Regions from separate parts of the Mus musculus genome. Here all the other regions are linked to region 1. Evidence: chromatin contacts called from public HiCAR-type and HiChIP or PLAC-seq data. All regions are on one chromosome and are shown on one strand. The core of a region is the stretch at or near the end of the contact, and the rest is flanking DNA. Distances in the headings are between cores, read along the strand shown. Region 1 overlaps Mvb12b (multivesicular body subunit 12B). Region 2 overlaps Mapkap1 (mitogen-activated protein kinase associated protein 1). Region 3 overlaps Mapkap1 (mitogen-activated protein kinase associated protein 1).

Region 1 (3,196 bases), core at 473-2,972:
TAAACTGTGAAGTTCACTTCTCTGTGAACCTGGGATGACAGTGTTGTTGAGGCGCTGTGCTATAGGGAACCAGGCCTCCTCCTGGCCAGTCCTCCATTGCAAATGCGTGCAGTGTGGTGTGGAGGGGAAAAGACCCCCTCCCTTGGAAGACCAAACTCACACCTTGGTTCGAAGTGCATGGCCCACACTCTTGCTTGACTCTCTTATCTTGAGGAAAGATCCCTCAGAGAGACACAGACCAGATGCCTGGAGCAGGGCTCTGCAGCCCTCAGCCTGGGAATGATCTGGTAGAGGCCACATGCCCACTCAGGAAAGGTCACTGGGGACTGACATCTGGAAGGCTACCAAAAGAGAACAGCTCAAGGTCACTGTCACCATGGCCAAGAGCAGATGTGACTCCCAAGAGCCCAGTACCTTCCTTCCTTGCCTGGCCAGTGTTGAGAATCCACTGGTTTCAGAGTGGCTCAGTATCTGCCATCCAGTCACCCAAATAGGGACTCTACTCTGGCTTTCCCTGAGACACTTCCTGTGGCCACAGCTGGATGGCACAGTGTTGCCTCTCTGCTCCCTTCCTTTAGGCCGGTTGGCCCCGCTGCTTGTGCGTGGTAATGGAGCCCCTGTGTGCTGTGGATCCTGCACACGCTAGGCCATAGATCAACCCATTCCCCCCTGTGCCGAGCTCAGATCTCCCTCATTAGGCCTGAATTTACCTCTGTCCTACACAAACATGGCCTTAGCTCATTTTTATTGTTGTAAATTATTTATGAGGGAAATGTTGAATCTCAAAAGTGAGGTGTGAGGGAAATTAATCCCAGGTTACTTTTATCTTTCTGTATGCTTCTCCCCTTTGCTTTACTTAGTGAGCTATGGCCAGAGGAAAAAAACACTCTGGCATTTTAAAATATAATTAGTGTTGAGCCTGCTTTTGCATTTGAGCAGGATGCTGGTCCCCATGTGCAGTGGACAGTGCACAGACTAGACTGTGGAGCATCCTCTGCCTGCTGTCAGCCACCAGCTGCTGGGGGTCTGGACCAAACCTCAGTTTCTGCTTATGTAAAAATAAGGCTAGCTTGAGGGACCCTCCAGCTCTGAGGAGAGTATCGGCTGATAAGGAACCTGGAAAAGCCCAGTGGATGTGCAGAGTTCTGTACAAACGTGGCCGCGGAGCCACTATGATGGAACCAGGAGTTGTTGCTGGAAGGCCCTTTGTGTCTTATACGGAGTCACCTCCTGCCTGCTGGTCAATGTCTGTCACTTGCTCCCTTACCCTCCCCTTCTAGCCCTCTGTTGGGCTCATATTCGCGGCCCCTCTTCTTCCAGGCAGAGGCCTGGCTCAGGACCCTGGGCTGCAGGGTCCCCGTTGTGCTCCCTGCCTTCCCTTCCGGCTGGAGGCTCCAGGCAGCCTGAGGAAACACGGAGTGCAAGTTAATAAATGGCCTTTTGTTAGGAAGGTCAATTGAAGTGACTGTAGAGACGCTGTTAAAAGTAATTTGCAGTCAGAAAATATGTAATTCAGGGCAAGCCACTTTGAGCGATGGACTCTGCCATGGATATCTTGGGCGTTTCTCATTAAGAGGCTCCTTGGCTGGTGGCGGCCATGCCCCACCGCCAAGTGGGCCGAAGCCCCTGGAACAGCCATTTGTCTCCGAGGCACAAAGACTGCCTTGATCCCCAGGGCACAGCAACCTGGCAACCAAGGGAGAGAGGCGGGGCGAGCTTGGAGACGACTGTGCGGGCTGAGCCAGACCTGCAGTGGGCTGGGCGAGCTGGGCTCCTGAGCTCTGAGACCAGGCTCTTTGTCTGTTTCCGCTGGAGGCTGCCCGCACGCAGCCATCTTGGAAGCTGCAGCTGGATGGCTCCCGAGGTGCATTATGGGAGCAGTAGCTCCCCTTTGCAAGCGTACTCACCCTCTTGCAATCGACAGCAAGAAAGAGAGTCGTTGTCATTATGCCTCATGGAGTGCATTGCCATTGGGGAGCATGGATCTCCCAGCAAATGCGATATTTCCTCTGTGTGTGCTCACAATCTCGCTCTTTTCTGACTCCCTCCATCCCTTCTCTTTTCCTTCATTTCTTTTTCTTCTCTTTATTCCCTGTCCCTCTTTCTCTTTCATAGTAAAGGCAGTAGGATTTTAAAATATATATATTTTTTTTTCTTCACACGTTCTTTATTAAATTCACAGCATGATATTTAACACTGGCAGGATTCGTACATTTTGCTAATGAGTTGTTAATTGCAAAACATCTTTGGTAACAGACATCAGGTACCAATATTTTTGCAAACTGCAGCCCTGTGATTTTTATCTGCCCCACCCCCCACCCCTTACAGGATTTTTCAGGGACAGAGGCATTTTGTTTAGAGATTGGCTCAGAATTGGGCAGGTGCAGCTATTTAACCCTAAACCCATATTGGGGTCACAGGTGTGGAGTCACCTGATAAATATTTACTCAGTACCTACTGGGTGCTAGAGCACTAAGCACTGAGCCGCCCTAGCTAGATAAAAGCTGCCTAGAAAATGAAAATTCAGGAGAGGAGAAAGAGGTGCAGACCGGTCTCCACCTCTTGCCCCCGACCTGCGAGGTGCCAGGCACTGCCAAGTCCTAACCAGCACCACGTCTGTTTCCAGTGTACTCTGTAGGTTCCGCTGACTAAACAGGAGACCTGCATGCAGCGATTTGATGGTTCCTGTGAGGTGGGCTACAGACAGCCTGAGTGGCCAGCGCTTTTTGGTATGAGTCTGAGGAACTCGAATGTGCCTCCCGCTGCCTCTTCAGGCAGGATGTTTGTTTTAGAAGCTGTAGCTTTGAGAGGGCAGCAGCCAGTAGGGCTTAATTGCTGTGGAGCAAGGTGGGACTTATTTCGTTCTTCCCCACCGCTTGCCCAGTAACAGTGCTCCATATCAGGTGCGGAGGGTTTTATTTGGATTCTGGTGCACAGCCACTCAGGTGGCCAGGCGTTCAGTACAGCTTTCCGTACTTCATCAGCCTCCTCCGCTGGTCCTGGGCAGAGGCAGCGAGCAGCAAAAGGTTAATTCCACGCATGTCTTTTCATCCAAGTGACCAGTGAGAATTAGGATCACAGTGCTTAGCTTTGAGTAAGAGCCACTTGACCTGGAGGTTAAACTAGACAAAGAAGAGGGCCAGACCTCTAGTGCATGGTGCCTCCCTTCTGGCCAGCTCAAGCCAGAATGCCCTTA
Region 2 (2,779 bases), core at 22-2,521, 630 kb before region 1:
ACCATCACAGAACTGTATCTAAAAATTGTATCTAAAAATACAAAAAATTCTTAAAACTCGACAATAAGAAAACTTAATTTCAAAATGTGCAAAACTTCTTACAGCTCACCCAAGCAGCTGAGCAGCAGTCAAGCACAAACAGCTCAGCACCATCCATCAGGGACTGCAAATCGCATGAGATGATCTCTGCATACCCATAAGGATAGTTACAGTCCAAATGCCAGCTGCACCGGATGCTGGGGAGACTGTGGGCAGCACAACTCTAGATGCTCACTGATGGGAAGGCCAAAGGCCAGAGCCTTCCGAGAGAGAACTAGCTGACAGGGTCTTATGACACAGGTTTACCTGACCATGCAACCCATAATTGTGCTCCTAGGTACTTGTTCAAATGAGATGAAAACTCACATACCCACAAAACCAGCATAGCTTTCTACATAATGGCCAAAAAATTTGGAAGGAAATGGAAACACAAAAGAAGAAAAACAGTGTACTCTGCTATAAGAAGAAATGAGACAGCTGGGCACGGAGAACACCTGCGGTCTCAGCACTAAGGAGACTGAGGCTTGAGGGAATGCGTGAGCCCAGGAGTCTGTGGCCAACCTACAAAGTATAAAGAGCTCTTGGAGAGGAGCTTTAATCTGTGTCTCTAACCCTTAAACCAAATACTCTAAACTTTATCAAGGCAACCTGGAGGGAATTTTTTTTTCCTCAAAATCATGGACTACATACAAAGAAATTAGAGTAAGGCCTCCAAATCTAAACAAAACTTTGTAAGGCACAAAATTCAATCAAAGCCGGGCGTGGTGGCGCACGCCTTTAATCCCAGCACTGGGGAGGCAGAGGCAGGCGGATTTCTGAGTTCAAGGCCAGCCTGGTCTACAAAGTGAGTTCCAGGACAGCCAGGGCTACACAGAGAAACCCTGTCTTGAAAAACCAAAAAAAAAAAAAAAAAACAAAAAAAACAAAATTCAATCAATGTGAATACTGAAGTGTGAATTGTTCAATCTGGTCTGTAGATAGACTTAAGTATTTTCAGTTAGTGTCTCCCCAACTGTTTCTCTCAGAATCAGCATATCAAAACCAGGAGGAAATCAGGCTAAATCCCATAGTTAGGTTTTATACAACAGTTCACAAATACAAGAAAGAATAAAGAATGCCAAGAATCCCAGCCAACTTCTCCATTCCTTCCCTGGGGCAAGTTGGATGCTGAAGTTCTCACAGAACAGGGCAGCTGAATAATACTCTTGTATAAATGGTTTTCTTGACAATCAAACCAAAATTGGAGGGAAGTTCTTACAAGCATCTAGCAATTTGGTCCCCGTGAATGAGGTACTCTTCCAAAGACCGGCCCACTGGGAAAGACCAAATAAGGATGTATTCCAGAGCATCAACACTAACAGGCTGAAAAAAAAATCCTTCCCACACTGCCCCACAGGAAGGGATTTCTATTTATTTTACAGACTGGCTTACACCAAAAGGGACCAAGAATCCAGTGTTTCCTGTGTCACAAACTGTAAAACTGAAAGGCCTGTGGCTTAACTTGGTGGGGGGACTGATGAGTGGGGGAAGGCGGGTGGTGTGTGAAGCTCCCCTGCAGACACTGACAAAGCACTGTAAGAGATAAGAAGGTAAGAGGCCAGCACCCTAGGAGGGTCCTGGCTCATCACCAATTTGATCCTTCCTTTCATTTTTTAAAAGATTAGTTTTCATTTTGAAAAAAAAAAAGCCTCTTCTTACCAACTATGAAAAAAATAAGGAAGCTAAATCATTTGATTACCAAATGAAATACACATAATTTAAAATATGAAAAAATTACATTAAGTGTATTTTACCACAATTTCAATTCTCTAAATATATATGCCAGGAAGTTGTTTTCAGAAATGTCAGCTTGGATAACCACAGTTTTTGAAATTTGTTCAAATTAAAGTTTGAATTTAAAAGGTTTTTCTTTTAATTTGTGGTAAGACAGACAGACATTTTAAAGTTCTCTTATTTGAGCAATTTGCAGCAAAAAGAAAAGCTCAGTGTGTAGTACTGTGCTATTTAATCAGTGACTTGAGGGGCTGCTACAAGTGGATGCTTGGGGCTGGAGAGATGGCTCAGCAGTTAAGAGCACTGACTGCTTTTCCAGAGGACCTGAGTTCAATTCCCAGCAACCACACGGTGGCTCACAGCCTTCTGTAATGGGATCCTATGCACTCTTCTGATGTTTCTGAAAACAGCAAAAGTGTACTCACATACATAAAATAAACCTTAAAAAAAAAAGGTAGATGCTTTTAAGTCTTGTGTTCTGTATAGTTAATAGCTTCAATATACAAAGTATTCTAATCCTGTGTATTGCTCCTGCACATTTTGTTTGTTTTTTTTTTTTTTTCTTAAATAATGTATTGTGACTTTTTATGTGCTTCAAACTATCTCCCCAACTCCTAATTTTTCTTACAAATTTTCCCTGGTCCATAACATTCTTTCTTTTCTTCTTTTTTGTTTCCTTGGTTTTTTGAGCAGGGTTTCTCTGTGAAGCCTTGGCGGTCCTAGAACTCACTCTGACTAGTATTCTTTCATCTAATGCTGCAGAATATTTCCATTTTGCATTTTAAAAGCAGCATATAAACCAATCGATTTCTCTATATGCTTTTCACAATGTTTTGTTCTGCTGATCCTCATATCTGGCCCCTTCCCCTGGCTGACAGGTTCTAGCAGGAACTGTACTGAAGTGGCCTGTTTCAGAAGGGCATTGACAAGGCCATGCATTTTCTTCCTTTGATGCATAATGCTAGGT
Region 3 (3,133 bases), core at 93-2,592, 730 kb before region 1:
GCAGAGACTGGCAGATTTTTGAGTTTGAGGGCAGCATGGGTTACATGAGGGAGTAGGAGTTAGATAAATTCCCTGACAGACAGACAGGGGTAGGGGTGGTGCCACAAGAGTAGGTAATAAAGATGCTGAACTTCCAAGATGGCTGGCTTCTTCCTCACACTCCTGACCTGAGACAAATGCCCAAGAGCTTAAAACAAAAAAGCCGAGTGGGTTTCTTCTCCTGCTAGCTGGCCTCCTGCTGATGGGACTGGCTCAGAAAGTTCAAGGCTGGATATGATGAGGACATGTCTGCATAACAGTTGTGGGCCAATCAACCACCCAGGCTTCCTTCAAACTGAACAACTCTAAACTGGGGGAGGAAGATCCTTCAAAGGCTTAAAACAAAACAAGCCAGCCCCGAAGGAGGTGCCCAGCTCCAGGCTTCCAGAATCTCTCCCTGTATGCCGCATAAGTCTCCTCACTCCTAATAACAGCCTTTCTTTATCCACTGTCTGGAATTCTCACTGCTGCCACCTGTTGCACTGAGATTTCCCTGCCTTTTAATTCTTTCAGAGGAAGAGAAAACATGTCTGGTCAAGACTTCTAGACAGTGACAAGAGCTCCCCGGGACAGCCAAAGTTAAATAGTAAGACCCTTCCTCAAAATAACTCCAAACAAACAAACAAAACCCCAAACAACCCCCCCAAACAAAGAAAAGATAAAATCACATCAAAAAACCCACAAAAACAAGCAAAAAAGTCACCCACCTTGCCAACCTAAAATAAATAGACTACATACAGTTAGAGCTGGCAGAAGCAGCAGGAAACAGAGTCTGCTCAGCATTTTTGCTTTGTTCTACCACGACTCACTTGTGTTAATCTTGAAAGGATGAATTTGAGGAGAGTGGTAATAAGAATCTAGGAAACAGAAATGTACTCAAAATTTCCACTATATCTTTGTAACTGATTTGTTATGATGGGCCCATAAAATCCAAGTTAACTGTTTAGTGAAAACTGAGACACAAGAAGGTGGCTTTTCACACCAGCTAACACTAGAGCACCTTTTACTTTCTGGCACAGTGCAAGTAGACACTAAGAAAGCCACATCTCGCAGCAGCATCAGTCTTCTGCAGCACACACATTCATCCTGCCCTGACAGCAAGAGCCCAGAGAGTCGTGGCTGTAGTCCCTGGCTTCTTTCTCACTAACCAGCTAGGCTCTTAGGACAAGCTCTTGCCTTCTAATTTCACCTCTGCACAGGCCAGGCAGTACAGAGACAAGCGCATGGCCACAAGCACTGGCTGACTCTGAAGTCATGAGTAGTGACTATACCGGGGCCAGGGGCTTCTAGGCAACAGAGGTGGCACCAATCAGCTGTCAGTGAACAGCAGAGGGCAGTGGACAGGACACATCCCGAGAAGCTGAGCTCTCAGGGCCTGTTCAATGCCCGCCAGCCCCCACGAACTGTTCCAAAATGTACCGACGGCTTTTTAAAAGCCGTTACAGTTTATGTTACAGGCTACTACACTGGCTAAAGAGCCCAAGGCCTGGAGCTGGACTTTGAATGGTCACACATGGTCCCATGTCCACAGTTTTTTCCCCACTTTTATCCTGAGCCACACTGGGTCTTTCCCTTCCACACTCTTGGAGAAACTGAGGCAGTCCCCTGGTTGCTTACGCCCTTCTCCCAGGTCCCCCGGTTTGGGAAGGAGATGATAAATCAATCCAGGCGCACTCAGCAGTGCTCCACAGGCACTCGCCTCCTTCACTGAACCTGCGCCTCATCAATCACACTATTGTCTGCTTGAAAGGCGAGCCTTGTAAATGTCATATCCACTCAGGCCCAAGGAGAGGCGCATCCAAATGCAGCAACGAGTTTTAATTGGATAGTGTAATTAAAACTAAAAAACCCCAGCAGACTCCCTTTGACAGGTTAGATGAAGACCCCTTTTAATAGGGCTAGGGAACATATCTGTTAGGAGGAGAGGCGTCCTGCTTCTGATTGTGCTCTCAGGAAAAGGCAATCCAATAACTGGGGCATTTAATTCAGGAGAGTTTGTTGTTCTGCCAACAGGCAATATTTAATGTATTTGATCTGGAACTTTGGAAATAAGTCCCCGTCAGAGACAAAAAAGCACAACACTACTGGACTCTCTCATGTGTGAGGCCAGATTTCCTGGGAGTCAACAGCGCCGGAGAGCAGGCTGTGGGCTACTTTTTGTAAACACAGGTGCCCACTGTACAGCAGCAAGGCCTCGAATATTCCCCACGCTCCTCACTGGAATTTCTGTTACACACACTCATGGGAGCACCTAAAGGAACAAACATCCCAGGTACGTGCTTCTTCCGAAGCTGAACTAGGGTGCCTGTCATGCTGGACAAGTGTGCTTATGTGTGGTCTCTGCTGGAGCTGCCCTGTCAGCCAGGGAGAAAAAAGGGTGGGTGGTCAGCGGGTTTGGTGCCTGGGATGTGGTGTGCCAAGTGACTTTAGTAAAAAAAACCTGATCTTGCTGCCACCTTTCCTGGGAGAGGGGAAGGGGGATGCCACCCAACTAGACATGAACTCTGCACATGAGAGTTAGTGGACACATAAGGATGGATGTCTTACAGGTTGTCCATGTCAGTCCTTTCAAATGAAATACCACTGTCCCAGGAGTTCAGAGTCTACAGAGTGCATCTAAACTGGGGCTCTGGTGGGCACAGAGGTGCCAAGTCTGAGCTCCTTCCAGAGCGTTCTAAAGCCAGGTAGCTGCTTTGCTTTATTTACACAGACCTCCAAGTCTATTGTTTGGGTGCTCGGGTGGAGTTTTCTGTTTTAAGGATGGTGACTTTTCTCCTCACGAAGTCTGCTTGGAGCTCTGTCTGCAAACCTTTGAACATTCCTAACACTGGTCTTTCTCTATGTTGATAAACCCATTAAAGGCCTCTAAGTGAATACATATAATCTGTGAAAACTAGATACTGAATAAACCATCAAATACTTTTAGGTTTAAATGAAAACTACATAAAAGCATTTCAGTCATCAATTTGGCTATCACTTCTAGCCAGTATGAATTCTGCTGGAAAAGCTATTTTCGTGCAGATGTGGAATTCAATGGGAAAGACTGACTCGTGTACCAACATCAATCAAAATGTCGACTTCCCTGGCAGCTCTC

What was found. HiCAR-type assays count read pairs that join an accessible place to other places. HiChIP or PLAC-seq counts read pairs in DNA pulled down with a chosen protein or histone mark.
Region 2: a HiCAR-type map of astrocytes shows a contact between it and region 1, with 4 times the contacts expected there. The contact joins two enhancer-like sites. A contact is called at or near these places in 1 of 39 promoter capture datasets (cranial neural crest), 9 of 115 datasets of contacts at active chromatin or transcription factors (the SCID.adh cell line, T-cell acute lymphoblastic leukemia, astrocytes and 6 more) and 2 of 9 other capture datasets (embryonic stem cells and embryonic trunk).
Region 3: an H3K27ac HiChIP or PLAC-seq map of stem cell-derived stembryo shows a contact between it and region 1, with 9 times the contacts expected there. The contact joins two enhancer-like sites. A contact is called at or near these places in 6 of 39 promoter capture datasets (3T3-L1-derived adipocytes, cranial neural crest, embryonic stem cells and 3 more), 8 of 115 datasets of contacts at active chromatin or transcription factors (differentiating embryonic stem cells, embryonic basal ganglia, embryonic forebrain and 4 more) and 2 of 9 other capture datasets (embryonic stem cells and embryonic trunk).

What each region holds. Positions count from the first base shown.
Region 1 is chr2:33,875,282-33,878,477 of GRCm38.p6, reverse strand. The region is part of intron 1 of Mvb12b (multivesicular body subunit 12B); the gene reads left to right. Among named protein-coding and RNA genes, the nearest start is that of Mvb12b, 11 kb to the left of the region's middle. RefSeq lists an enhancer at 1-3,148. Within about 2 kb of position 1,722, at least 162 of the 459 cell types and tissues checked have an H3K27ac peak or open chromatin away from gene starts, as enhancers often do. A contact at or near this core is called in the SCID.adh cell line, astrocytes and stem cell-derived stembryo, where this site is marked.
Region 2 is chr2:34,503,038-34,505,816 of GRCm38.p6, reverse strand. The region is part of intron 5 of Mapkap1 (mitogen-activated protein kinase associated protein 1); the gene reads right to left. Among named protein-coding and RNA genes, the nearest start is that of Gm34178, 71 kb to the left of the region's middle. Within about 2 kb of position 1,271, at least 20 of the 459 cell types and tissues checked have an H3K27ac peak or open chromatin away from gene starts, as enhancers often do. A contact at or near this core is called in the SCID.adh cell line and astrocytes, where this site is marked.
Region 3 is chr2:34,602,465-34,605,597 of GRCm38.p6, reverse strand. The region is part of intron 10 of Mapkap1 (mitogen-activated protein kinase associated protein 1); the gene reads right to left. Among named protein-coding and RNA genes, the nearest start is that of Gm34178, 29 kb to the right of the region's middle. Within about 2 kb of position 1,342, at least 23 of the 459 cell types and tissues checked have an H3K27ac peak or open chromatin away from gene starts, as enhancers often do. A contact at or near this core is called in stem cell-derived stembryo, where this site is marked.